Linked DNA regions of Mus musculus: region 2 is linked to region 1. Evidence: chromatin contacts called from public HiChIP or PLAC-seq data. All regions are on one chromosome and are shown on one strand. The core of a region is the stretch at or near the end of the contact, and the rest is flanking DNA. Distances in the headings are between cores, read along the strand shown.

Region 1 (6,111 bases), core at 1,808-4,307:
GCTTCTTCCTGGGGTGTCCCTTTCTCACTGAATCAATGCTTACCTTCCAGCCACAGTCTTGGACTTGCTGAAGGAGGAATCGCAGAAAGCAGCCCGAAAAGCATCCAACGCAACCTTCACTTCTAGCTCAGACAGGGTTGCATCTCAGAAGGGCTCCCTCAAGAAGCCAGCTTCTTCCCGAAGCAGCAAGAAAACATTTCGAAGGCCTGGTACCAAGAAGAAAAGCAGAGTGTGGTCCCCACGTCCCCAGGGCAAGAGGAAGCCCAATCTTGACAGCCATGGTGTAGGGATGAGACAGGCCGCAGGCAGAAGTCACCCATGACCTCTTGGTCATCTTGGCCGATGAGACCTGAGACAGGAGAATGCTTCACTGAGTGCATAATGCTGTCCATTCTGAGTCTGGGACTCAGACAGTCAAGAAGCCTGGGTGGCGGTGGGCTGTTTTCTGTGTGGTCTTTTCCCTCCCTGGGAAATCTTGCTGTCTACTGAAGAAACATGAGCCTGGTCTGCGGGCAGCATTTCTGTGGAGATACCACAGCCCACAGGACCTTGCACGTGGCTTATGGCATGTCCAGTGTGCATACCTGCCTGGCATCCCACCTGACATCCTTTCTACCTGGGGTAATAAATTACCTTTGGCTTACACGTACACATCCTTTGATCTCAGTGTTTGGCAATGGGGAATCTAGCATGTTTCAGCCAGCTTGCTTTAGCAGCTCGCTCCTCTCTGCTGCTGCCTGTGACTGGCTCCTATGTAAGCCCTCTGGAAGATAGATGGCCCCTTTCTTTCCTCCAGACAGAAGCCTGTGAACTGAAGACAAGGAGGCTTGCCTCTGATCCTCCAGCAGTTGTTATTTGGGTTCAGCTAATGGCCAATAAACACAACTGCATTCCATTTGGGGTCCTCTGTTTGCCCTCTCTGTATGCTTCATTTTGAAATCTCCTGATCTTGCTTAGCCTTGCTGTACAACTCTGTGGGAGATAAGGAAGGTGGGGGCTTCTTGACTGGACTTCCCAGTCACAGAGCAGCCAGGCAGTGCTCCATCTCAAAACAGTAAAGCCTGCAGCTTTTGAACTACAGGAGGAATGGAGAACTATAGGGTGTGTGTGTGGAGGGGTGGTTGTGATGGTGGAGAGATGGCTCAGAAATCAAGAGCACTTACTGCTCTTCCAGAGGACTTGGGTTCAGTCCCACGCACCCACAAGGCACCTTACAACTGCCTCTCACTCCAGATCCAGGGGATCTGATATACATGGGATATGTATGCATACATGCAGGCAAAATATCTGTACCCACTAAAAATATAACTAAGAGAGGGAGCAGGATTCTGACAGGTCTCTCTCCAAATCAGGAACAACATCCAGGACAGCATGGATGCTTAGTTTAAAGAGAACACAGTGTCGTGTACCAGGGCTGCTATGGCTTTTAGAGGTGATGTGGGCACCGCTCTAACGGGGCTGAACATACTCTGAAGGGTTTTTTTCTTTCTGATAGAAACAAGCTGTACCTTTCTCTTCCGAAGGTACACTCACTAGATCGACACTCCTGAGCCTCTTCGCTTCGTGCTCTTCTATCTTTATGGAAGATTCGCAGTATTACCCATCTCTTCTCGAACTCCATTTTCAGGTCTTGTTCATCCACCCCTCCCCCTCTCCTAGGTTCACCCGCACCCCTTTCCTTATTAACAGTTCTCGCAAGTACTCTGCAGGTTAGAAATAAACTCCAGGCTGTAGCTCTGAGATCTCAGACTTCTTACTTTTCAGATGTCTACGGAGGCCAGAAGAGGGTGTCGGAACCACGGGACTCAGGATTCCGGGTGCTGAGAACTGAAGGGGGATTCTGGGGGCATTTACAAGAGCAGAACGTGGAGAGTTATTTTTTCAGCTCTATTCTGAACTCTGTTCGAATGGGACGATGGTGGGTGGGTCTAGGGAACAGAGGTGAAAGGATTCTCTGAAATTCTGGGAAGCTGGGCGGGCGTGGGGAGGGGCGGAGAGTTTCCCTGGCCCAGAGTTCTTGCCGAACTAATCATGGATAGTCACCCAGCGAGCTTTCACGGAAGGGCACAGTGAGGCCAACGTGTGTTCCGTTTCCTCAAAATTTATGGAGTTGAAAGGCTCAGGAGGGAAAGAAAACAAAAAACAAGGACCAGCTGGTGGGGACGGGGCTGGGGGCCGGGGTAGCAGCGACCGGAGAATGATAAGGTGGTCCGAGTTCTGGCTGGAGACATCTCGGATGAAGCCAGAGTGCTTGGCTGTGGTGCAGAGAACCACTTTAGGAGAGGACACTAAGGAGCAGAGCTGGGGTTTATTATGAAGACGCTTTTAACACAGATTAAAGCATGGGTGTTAGAGGAGGCTGGACGCTTAGAGCAAGGTCGGTTGACACACAGCGTGGGCCCGGGGGTCTCGGTTACAGCCTTGTGCGCGATTGTGGTGGCTCCTGAAACGCATTAAAGCTTTCTTGGGAACTTTCTTTATCCTCTTTCCCTTTTGGTAAATGGGTACACAGAGCTCCTGAGACACCTTGGATAGCATTATACTCTGATAAGCTAAAACCACACTAGCAAAGAGGGGAAATTAATTATAATTATACATTTTATTTCATCCAGCATGTTCCAACACTGTAAGCAGTTAAGTCTTCCTAATGACAGAGTTTACATTCTTTCTCTTCTTTAGTTCTGAGTTTTCTAAGTGGAGGTATGGTTGTTCTCATCTTAATTCGGTAAGGTCATACTTCAAACGGCCTTCAGTCTGTGTATCCTTTATCAAGCCCTGGCCCTGAGATCTGGGTGAAAAATCCCTAGCCCGGAAAATTCATGAGTTCAGAAAAGATTCTTGGCGCTCTACCCCAAGTGTCCCAGCTCAGAGGGTGTTCTAGCATCCAAGAAAAAAACAAAACAAAACAAAAAACAGAGAACGGCTCTAACCAGGAAAGCAGTCGGGAACTTTCGTTTTGGGAGTCCCTCCTCCACCCTTGCCCTTGGCAGGACAGGACTTTGGAGCCATACTGGGCTGGCGAGCTGGGGCTGCCACGTGTCGGCCACAGCGCAGGGCGGTGTCCGGGTCCAGCGGGCCACAGTCCCAAGGCCAAGTGTGGGAGGCTCAGCGGGTCCTCGTCCTCAGCCATGGTTAGAGTGGCACCACAGCGCCTCTCACCGGCCGACCCGCGTAACTGCAGGCCTGGCGCCTCCGGGTTGCCAGAGGCCAAGTTTGCTTCCAGGAGCGCTTTGCCTTAGAAAGAGACGGTGGAACTTCAAAGCTCCATTTCTGGCGAACCAAGTAAAAACCTGGTTCAGTAGTAAGCCCCCAACCCCATCCACCTTCCTCTTGCTTTTGTTATATTCCAGGATTTCCCCTGCCCCTTGCTGCGCCACTTCTAAAATACCTGGCATCCATGTGCATTTCTTTGGAAGCATCCCCAGGCACTAACATCTTAGGAATCCTTTCCCCATTGCATCTTTTCTGCTTGTTTAAGTGATGTTTTTATTCTTGGAGAGTTCCAAATTATATCCAGTCACCTACCGCCTCCTCTAGCTCTCTCTAGGGCCTCGATCCCTCTCCTTTCCCCTTCGCGTCTTTTACTTTTTTTTGTTATCGATCACCCCTTGAACACAACAGGTGCTGCCCATACGCACATGAACGTGGACCACCCACTAGGGCATGAGCAACCGTTCAGTGGCCTGGTCCCTCGGCAGCTACCTCATAGCTTCTCCTGTGTGGTGGTGGGGCCCATGCTGTAATTTTGACTGGCTCGATTTTGTGCTGGTAACCACAGCTAATGTGATTCCATGCATGCAACAGCCATTTCATGCCTAAAAAGTGAGTGTTTCGCAATTCTCTCCCCTTCTCTCCCCCTACCCCCAGTCTCCAGCTTTTGACATTCCATCTGCCCCTTCTGTGAAGTTCCCTGAGCACTGGATTGTGGGAGGTTGGTGTGGATGATCCATCTGTAGCCGAGTGCCCAGTTATTTATACTTGGCACTTTGACCTGTTATGAATCTTTACATGAACCACGACCCACGGCCAAAGGAAGCTCCTCTGACTAAAGGTGAGGGAAGCAGGAATCTATGGGCACAGACATACATATTTAGAAGGTAGTGTGATAGTATGACCACTTAGCACAAAAGCAAAAACCAAACCAAACCAAACCAAGCCAAACCAAGCCAAACCAAAACATCATCATCATCATCACCACCACCACCACCATCATCAACAACAGCAGCAGCAGGTAGCCCACAACCCCTAGACAGGCCTGTGATCGCCTCAGTCTTGGGCTTTTGACCGGGTTTACAGCACCAAGGATGTCAAGGATGAATTTCCTTCTGTGGAGCAGGCCTCACATCCGACCTGAGAACGGTTGGTTACCTGCTTAGCTGTCATGTCTCTAAATTCCAGCGAGCACTTCCAGCCACCAGGTCAGTGCAGTGAGGATCACAGCTGTGTAAGACTGCTGGTGACTTTTCTCCTCCAGAGACTGGCACAGGACCTCTGGCCTGGGTAAGCTAAGCCAGCAGAGTTCCCTGGCCAGCTCGGGTTGTTTCTCTATGTTGTGCATCATAAGGGAGAGGTACCTTCGGTAATGGGGTCTCACCATCTAGTTCTGGAGGGCAACCAAGAGCAATGGCAGCAGCCTGTGTTGTGCCGGGTGCCTCTGGGGGCCCCCTTAACCATAACTCACAGGGAGGGATTGCCTGCCTGGCTCTGAGATCATTATTTATAACTTACGTCTTCTGGGGGCAGCGTTATTCACCCATGCAGAATCCTCCTGATATATATATATCCCCAAACAGCGCCACCTACTGGGACCAAACGTTTAAATACACGAGACTATGGGGATCATTTTACATTCAAGCTTGGGAACCTGAGCTCCAGACCCAGGGTTTTCAATCAGGGGTGGTTTTGCACCTCCCAGCCCAGGGAAACAATGGCAATACCTGCAGACACTTTGATAGTTGTAACAGGATGGAGTCGGGGGTTGGGGTTGCGACTGGCATTTCCTCAGCAAAAGATAGGGGTACTGTTAGATGCTTGTGGTGAGCAGACAGCTTCACAGTAACACAGACCGCTTTGACCCAGTGGTGCCAAGGTCAAGAAATCTCAGTCTCTACATATCTGTAAGGCACTGGAAGTCTGGAGCTGGCAGTGCTGAACCAGCTCGGGCTTCATGCAGCGACAGAGCATCAGCAAGGGCTGTAGAGGCCGCCTGTCCAGAAGCCTATCTATTCTCTTTTGTTTTTTCTCTCATGATCATGTATTTTTTAAATTTCCTTTGATAGCAGTGCCATACATGTGGAGACCAGAGGATGCATTTGAACTGATAAGGACTAGGTAGAACTGAAGGGCTAGATGGAATGTTAAGGCCTAGGTATAACGTTAAGCCTAAGTAACTCTTACGTGGCTAGCCTGCCATTTTGCGCTGTTACTAGTATTATAAGGAAACTTCCTTATGTGCAAGTTGATTGCATATTCTCTTAAATTCTTTGCTCTTGGAAACTGAGCACAACAGAGGTTAGTTAGAACTGCTCTGTATAGTTAGCCAAAATGAGCTTTGACCCAAATCAGCCAATCAGCAGCACTTCCTGCATATGTGTATAAGCTTGTATGGTATCTGCTTTTATAAGCTGCCCCTGGTGTGAGCCTGAGCATAAGAGAGACATCTGCATCTATTAGAAATAAGACTTCTATTTTGAGTAAGTGTTGAGAGGCTACCGTGGAAAACACCTTCTACCTCTTTCTTGCACGTGAAGAGCAGAGTACTGGGAGAATATTCTTGTACTCCAAGTTCAGAGACCATGGTCAGGAAGGCTAAATAAAGACAAGAGGGCCACCTCTCTCCGTGTCTGTGCTGGGGACACCTGGAGACCACATCGGCTTCTCTGCCTTGAGTTCATCATTTGTAAGCAACAGCTGCTAAGGAGAAAGGGTGGGGCAGGGCTGGCAAGTGAAGAACTCGCCCAGCTTCCTTGTTGGTGACACAGTCGTCGCTTGTTTACATTAAAGATAAAAAGGGCACAGCACAAGACTGCCAGGCAAAGTCTGGTGAGTAAGTAGAGAAGAATTCGGAGAAAACTTTCCTTACAAGAGGACCTCGTTGTCCTCTTGGCTGCA
Region 2 (6,111 bases), core at 2,331-4,830, 730 kb after region 1:
TCTCACTTACCTATGGGTGGTGTTATTAGTGATGACCAGCCCAAAACTTCACTGAAGAGATCTTGTTAAATGTCAAGATTTGGCTAAAGTCTACTTCAGTCTGTATCTTACCCAGTGTGAGGAACTGGACGTGTTTAAAAGCTAAATATTTTCAATGGGTTAAATTACATTACATTGGACAAAGTCACATCCTTGGAGGAAGGTGCTTTATAGAATGTGCGCTTGTCAGAAATGTAAAACATCGTGTATTTATTGATAAACTATGTTGCCTGACTCATCCTTTTTCTTTCTCTTCTCCCCTTCTTTTATTTTTGAAACATAGTCTTATTCTATAATCCGGGTCAGTCTCAGGCTTACTATCTAGCCTAAACTGGCCTTAATATTACAACAATCTCCCTACCTCAGCCTCCCAAGTGTTGGGATTACAGGGACATACCATCAAACATGGGTCTAATTATTCCTTTAAAAAAAACCTTTTTGAAATGTACAATTTTAAAAAATTTTAGCTATGAAAAATGGAGGCGATATGTAAAAGTTCAGTTGGAGGAACTTGAGAAGACGTGCTCAAGGCAAAACTATGTCTCTGTCATCCTGGGCTACTGTAGACACTCACATTCATCCTGGTAAAATTCAGCCTCATTCTCTAAATTTGTTGACCACTCCTGGTTCAAATATGCCTTCTGATCTGGTCCCTGCCCCACCGACAGTATATTTCTATCCCAGGATCTTACATGTTGTTTTTCTTGTTCCTATTTCTGACTAGGGCGAGATTGGAGCAGGAATTCAGTGTTGTTCACTGGTCCTTCTATGATTATAAATAACAATTTCAAGGAGATGGTTTGGCCTCAAATATTGATTGCTTGAATACAGTTTTAGCAAAAGAGCAAATGTCACCAGTTGATAGTAATTAACATGAATCTCTGTGTTTCTAATCACTGGGATATGAACAGAGTTGTCTTAAGGACTTTCCATGGTGGCTCAGCTTTAGTATACAGCCCATAAAAATCCAAATATTCTAAGAACAAAAGCACAACAGAAAAAAGTTAGGAAAAAGTGCTGTACCATGGCATTCCCTTCTCATTAAACTCCAGAAATATAAACTCTCCATCATTTGGGGAATCAGAGGGAGATAATGGTCCAATCTCAGCAAACAGTGCTATTAAAAACACAAACAACCGAACTCAGTGTGCCTTTTAGTTTCCCCTGTGACTCCAATTAAGATCACATCAATTAAGTGAACTTATCATTTTGTATCATGGAGCATTTGAAAATTGCATCAAATTTGAGTTGGCATTTTCTTCCTTCCATGATAAGAAATGCATCTAATTGCACCACCCTGATTGCATATCTAGTTCTTAGGCAGCTGCACAAACACCGTGAGCAATATAGGAAAAAAAAAAAAAAACCACAACAACAGGAGAAATGTACAGAGGCTACCACCAACAGAAACATTTCTAAGACAGAATATCCCATGGGTCATCAATTCTGATTGAGATGACTCAGCCATATAGATCCGGAGGGGCGGGCATGCAGGAGATAATGTGAAGATTATGAGCCCCTTCCTGGCACATAGCAAGTCCTTATTTAGAGCTTTTGTTCCTAGAACCTTAAATGAACTTCCCTAGTGACAACTCTGGACGGCTGAGACAACTCTCACTCTCAGCAAGATGGATAGATTTATCCCATGCTGGACCATCTAGCACAGCTGTCTCTGGGATGGGATCAAGACAGGTGATGGGCAGCTGTCTGTTCATCATCCTTGGGAAAGTGGTCTAATATCTGTTGGTACCACCCTTCTGCAAACCTCACAGAGTACCTGGGTGATTTCTGAAGTAGACTAACACAACTTCTCCATGTGGGTAAATTGCACAGGATAACCGAGGTTCCCCTTTGGGCCCACGTGTTCACAGCTAAGAGCTTGGACTATGTGGTCAAGGCTAATAAAATTCTGGCCCTGGCTCAGACTATGTTTCACAAGCTTGAGGAAGCTCCCTCATGTCTCTATGCTTTGCAGTAGCCGAGAGTGAACAATGGTAAAACGTGGGCTTAGTATGCATAAGGCTCTGGGTCTATTCCAAGCTCCCTAAAACAAATGACATGGAAAAAAAAATCATTCTCGCTGCTCTGTGGGGATGATGTGAGAGGGAAATGCAGGCTGCTCTTTCAGCACATTAGAAGCACATTAACTCTCAGTAAATAATAGCTGCTGTTCTGACTGTTTTCCCTGTGTACCTCTTGCAGCTTTCAGATTGACTTGTACACAATCCATGTGCGAAGGGATCTCAAAAACCAGCTGGTACCCAGATTACAATCTCCTCCTTTCCCTAATAATGCTTTCAAGAGAAGTGCTAGACTCAGAGATGTAAGTATCAATGGTCCTTGTGTGTCTGTGTGTCTGTATGTCTCTGTGTGTGTGTGTGTGTGTGTCTGTGTGTGTGTCTGTGTGTACATGTATGTGTGGGGTGCTCTCACCCTCTTTCTTCTGCTATGCCTTGCTTCCTATAAAAGAGGAAAGAATGTGAGCAAAGGAAAAGGCACAAAGGAGGGCTGAACCTTAACTGGTTGGGTGAAGAGTTGATTTGCTGGTAAGGCCAAGTTGCTTTGCAGTCTTCTACATACTATAGTATTTGTGCAATGCCATTTTACAAAGTGCTATAAGTTTGTTTGTTGACATTGTTTATTATATATGTTTCTAATGATGTATGCACTGAGAGTATGAACTTGACTCTTGAACATGCAAGCCTTCTCTTCTCACCACCTCGGCTCTTCTCTCTTTGTTCATCTTCCTTCCCTCCCTCCCTCCCTGACCCCTGTCTCCCTGCTTTCCTCTCTTCCTCCCTTCTGTCTTCCTTCCTTCTCCTGTCACTTGCTGTCCTTCTCTTTCTCCAGTCCTCCTCTTTCTCACCTTTTTTTTCTAACCTTAAAACAATAATATAAATCAGATTTGGCAGCAGCAGCTTAAAAAAAACTTTCACAGTGACAATGGAGGCATTCTAGTTGTTAAACTTTCAGCAGCCAGGCGTTGTGGTGCACACCTTTAATCCCAGCACTCGGTAGGCAGAGGCAGGTGGATTTCTAAGTTCGAGGCTAGCCTGGTCTACAAAGTGAGTTCCAGGACAGCCAGGGCTACACAGAGAAACCCTGTCTCTAAAAACCAAACCAAACCAAACCAAACCAAAATGAAACAAAACAAAACCAAAAAAAAAAAAAAATTAAGCAACACCTAAGTTTGAGGGGTGAAGGTTCCAGGAATCTCTCTAGCCTTCTCTGCTCCTCCTCTGTCTAGCCTGTACCTGTCAGGTTTGCACATCATTTTAAATCTTCCATGTGTACTGCACATAAATGCGTGTATGGTTATGCATTCATTGCATGGTTGTCAACTTTTATTTTAAATAACAAACTGGAAAACCTTTTTCCTTCCTGGAAAGCAGTTGTAAGTACTGCCACGAGAAGTCAGAGTTTGAGTCTGAGCTGCTGGGCAAGAGCATGCAGCATGGGTGTCCTTGTCTGAAGGCCACGGGTCACAGTGATCTTCATATAGCCCTAGCCCCAACCCAGGTGACCTCATGTGCCCACAAGTACAGTAACAGCACAGGCAGGCCGGTGGTAGCTGCTGGCTGAGCCTGCTGCTGACAGGTGCAAGGGCCATGTATCACATGAGTCCACTAAAAATAGGTCTGAGAAAAGGAAGGGTCCCAAGCCCAGCTTATAATAGATGCTCACCTTGTGAACACTCACTGTCAGCAACAGAATTTCAACACAGTAACTCCCATGCCCACACTGACAGCTGTGTTAAGCTCCTTGAAGAATCAGTTAGTTTTGGTCAGAATAATAAATTTGCACTATCTCAAAGAGTGTTAATATGGAGTTTTTTTTTCCAAAGGGGGGAAGGAGAGGGGACAGACCCATCTGGCTGGAGGAGAGCTGTCTTTTTCAGTAGTCCCAGGCGAGTGTCTCCTGTCAGCCTTTGTTACGTGTGACCTTGTGATTATTTGGGAAACTCCTAGAAACATTAGGATTTCAGTCTGTCCTTGAGAAAATAAAACATTGTCCCCTTCCTGGGTTCCATTTTCATGATGAAAGAGGAACACTCTTCTGCAGGAGTTGATTTATCAGAATGAATTTCAAAACCAGAGTCATTAAACGAATTTTTTTTTTTCATTTCCTACCCAGGCTGGAATGAGTCGCTCACATTGATGTAATCAGAGAATCCAGGAGCAGGGAGCAGTCGATGGAGCTGGGACTGTCCTGTCCCCAAGGATGGTGGCAGCTTGAGAAAGTTCTACTGTGCTCTGTCCTAGTGTGCGGGGGCAGGCCTTACACAGTGGGAGCCTATAAGTGGTGCTATCCCTTGGACACATTCCAAATCATTTCCCCGCTTTGATAACCCAGTTTGGAACTGGCACACTGCTAAGACGGCTTTTTTTTTTTTTTTTTTTTTTTTTTGCTAAAGACCCAAGAGGATCAGGCAGTCTGATGCCTGGCTATCATTTGGAATTACAGACGATAGAATGTCAATATCAAAATAGTGTCACCTTAATCATTCCAAGAGACTTCTGCCCAAGAGACTTCTGCTTTAGTCTTTAGGCTAGTTATTTTTCTACAAAAGGGTCTGCTTGTTTTGGGGGAGGGGGTGGTGTTCATCTATTTCTGCATCTTGGAATGTGTGTTTGTGTGTGTGTGTTCAGGTGCATGTGTAAGCACGTTCATTCAGAGAACAGAGGATAACCTTGGGCGTTATTACTCAGATAGCTGCCTATCTTATTTTGGTTTTTTTTGCTTTTTTTGTTTTTTGTTTTTTGTTTTTACATGAAATCTCTCATCAATTAGGCAAGGCTGGCTGGGCAGCAGGCCCGAGGAGTCTACTGTCTCCACCTCCCCAGCTCCATGATTACAAGTGTATGTGCACCACCACTCTTGGCATATGGAAGTGGGCTGTAGGGACTAATCTCGAATATCTGTGCCTTTGACAAAACTCTGCAGCTGGGAATTTGATTATTTTCTTCTTAAAGGTAGGATGTTGTCATGGTACCCAGGCTTGCCTGGAATACAGGCTCAAGGGATCCTCCTTCAGTAGCCTGATGAAACTGGGATGATGGCAGGGATTATCAGAGCACAGGATACTTTTTGTAAGACTGGTTTGCCTAAAGGACAAGGGATCATAACAATTAAACATGAACTATTTGTATAGGAGTAGAAGACACCGGAATCACGTAAGAGCGACAAATTTTAGGCCACAGTGTAAATTATCCATGAAAACTTGCTCAATAATTCAGATCCACTTTTGAACTCTACTTCATTGTAATTCTGCATTTCAATTTGTTACTTACATTGTCTTGTAGTTTTTTTCTTAGTTATATAATTTTATGCTTCACCCTCCCTCCACAAATTGGATGTATAAGTCTCTTAACAGAAGTCACTACAAATTCTGCCTTGGATACTTCTGTGGGGTCTTTAGTAGATTTTTCTGGTTATGTTGGCCAATGTTGACTTCATATGTTGAATGTAGGCACATGCACTCTCTTCTCACCTCAGCAGGACCCTTCTCACACTCTGGTGGCCTCTGTGTCACACATGCCCTTCCCACAGGGAGGCAGAGCTGGCAGGCAGAGCCCTGGGAGCTATCTCTACTTCATACTGTCTCTGACCTGTGCCTCCAGACTTTCCACTCTACCTTCCAAGTCACAGTCAGTTCCTGCAGAGGGGAATCCCCCTTGCTGAATGCCAGTGGACCTGGGTGCACATTTCTGGGTGCCACATTCACTACACAACCATCTGCACACAGCACACAGGTGCTGGGAACATCTGGGATGCCTGTGGATCAAACCTGCTGGATCGTGTGCCCAATCTCGCTCATGTGCCCCCCTCATGGGGACACAACAGTGAACTAGAGCTATTTTTTACTAATAGACTGTCAAGAGGTCTACGCATATAGATCACAAGTACCCTGCTCTCTGTTCTTGCCAATACATTTGTAGAGTGATTGGAATGGAAGCAAGAGCCAAATAAAGGTTGGGGGAGGGGAAGAGACAAATGCCATGGTGTAGGTCAGGAGCTGGGACTATTTCTGAAACAAGTAACAGCTCTGGGCGTCCTCAGAATACTCTCTGT

The links. HiChIP or PLAC-seq counts read pairs in DNA pulled down with a chosen protein or histone mark.
Region 2: a contact with region 1 is called in an H3K27ac HiChIP or PLAC-seq map of cardiomyocytes, with 12 times the contacts expected there. The contact joins two enhancer-like sites. A contact is called at or near these places in 4 of 15 datasets of contacts at CTCF or cohesin (the NIH/3T3 cell line, hippocampal excitatory neurons, large pre-B cells and 1 more), 5 of 484 Hi-C or Micro-C datasets (bone marrow-derived macrophages, cerebral cortex, cortical neurons and 2 more) and 3 of 115 datasets of contacts at active chromatin or transcription factors (VIP interneurons, cardiomyocytes and fibro-adipogenic progenitors).

What each region holds. Positions count from the first base shown.
Region 1 is chr1:183,436,159-183,442,269 of GRCm38.p6, forward strand. Hhipl2 (hedgehog interacting protein-like 2) reads left to right here. Exons shown (of 9, transcript NM_030175.5): 9 at 51-895. The coding sequence ends at 322. Among named protein-coding and RNA genes, the nearest start is that of Hhipl2, 21 kb to the left of the region's middle. Within about 2 kb of position 3,058, at least 110 of the 459 cell types and tissues checked have an H3K27ac peak or open chromatin away from gene starts, as enhancers often do. A contact at or near this core is called in cardiomyocytes, where this site is marked.
Region 2 is chr1:184,167,486-184,173,596 of GRCm38.p6, forward strand. No RefSeq gene overlaps it. Among named protein-coding and RNA genes, the nearest start is that of Dusp10, 140 kb to the left of the region's middle. Within about 2 kb of position 3,581, at least 13 of the 459 cell types and tissues checked have an H3K27ac peak or open chromatin away from gene starts, as enhancers often do. A contact at or near this core is called in cardiomyocytes, where this site is marked.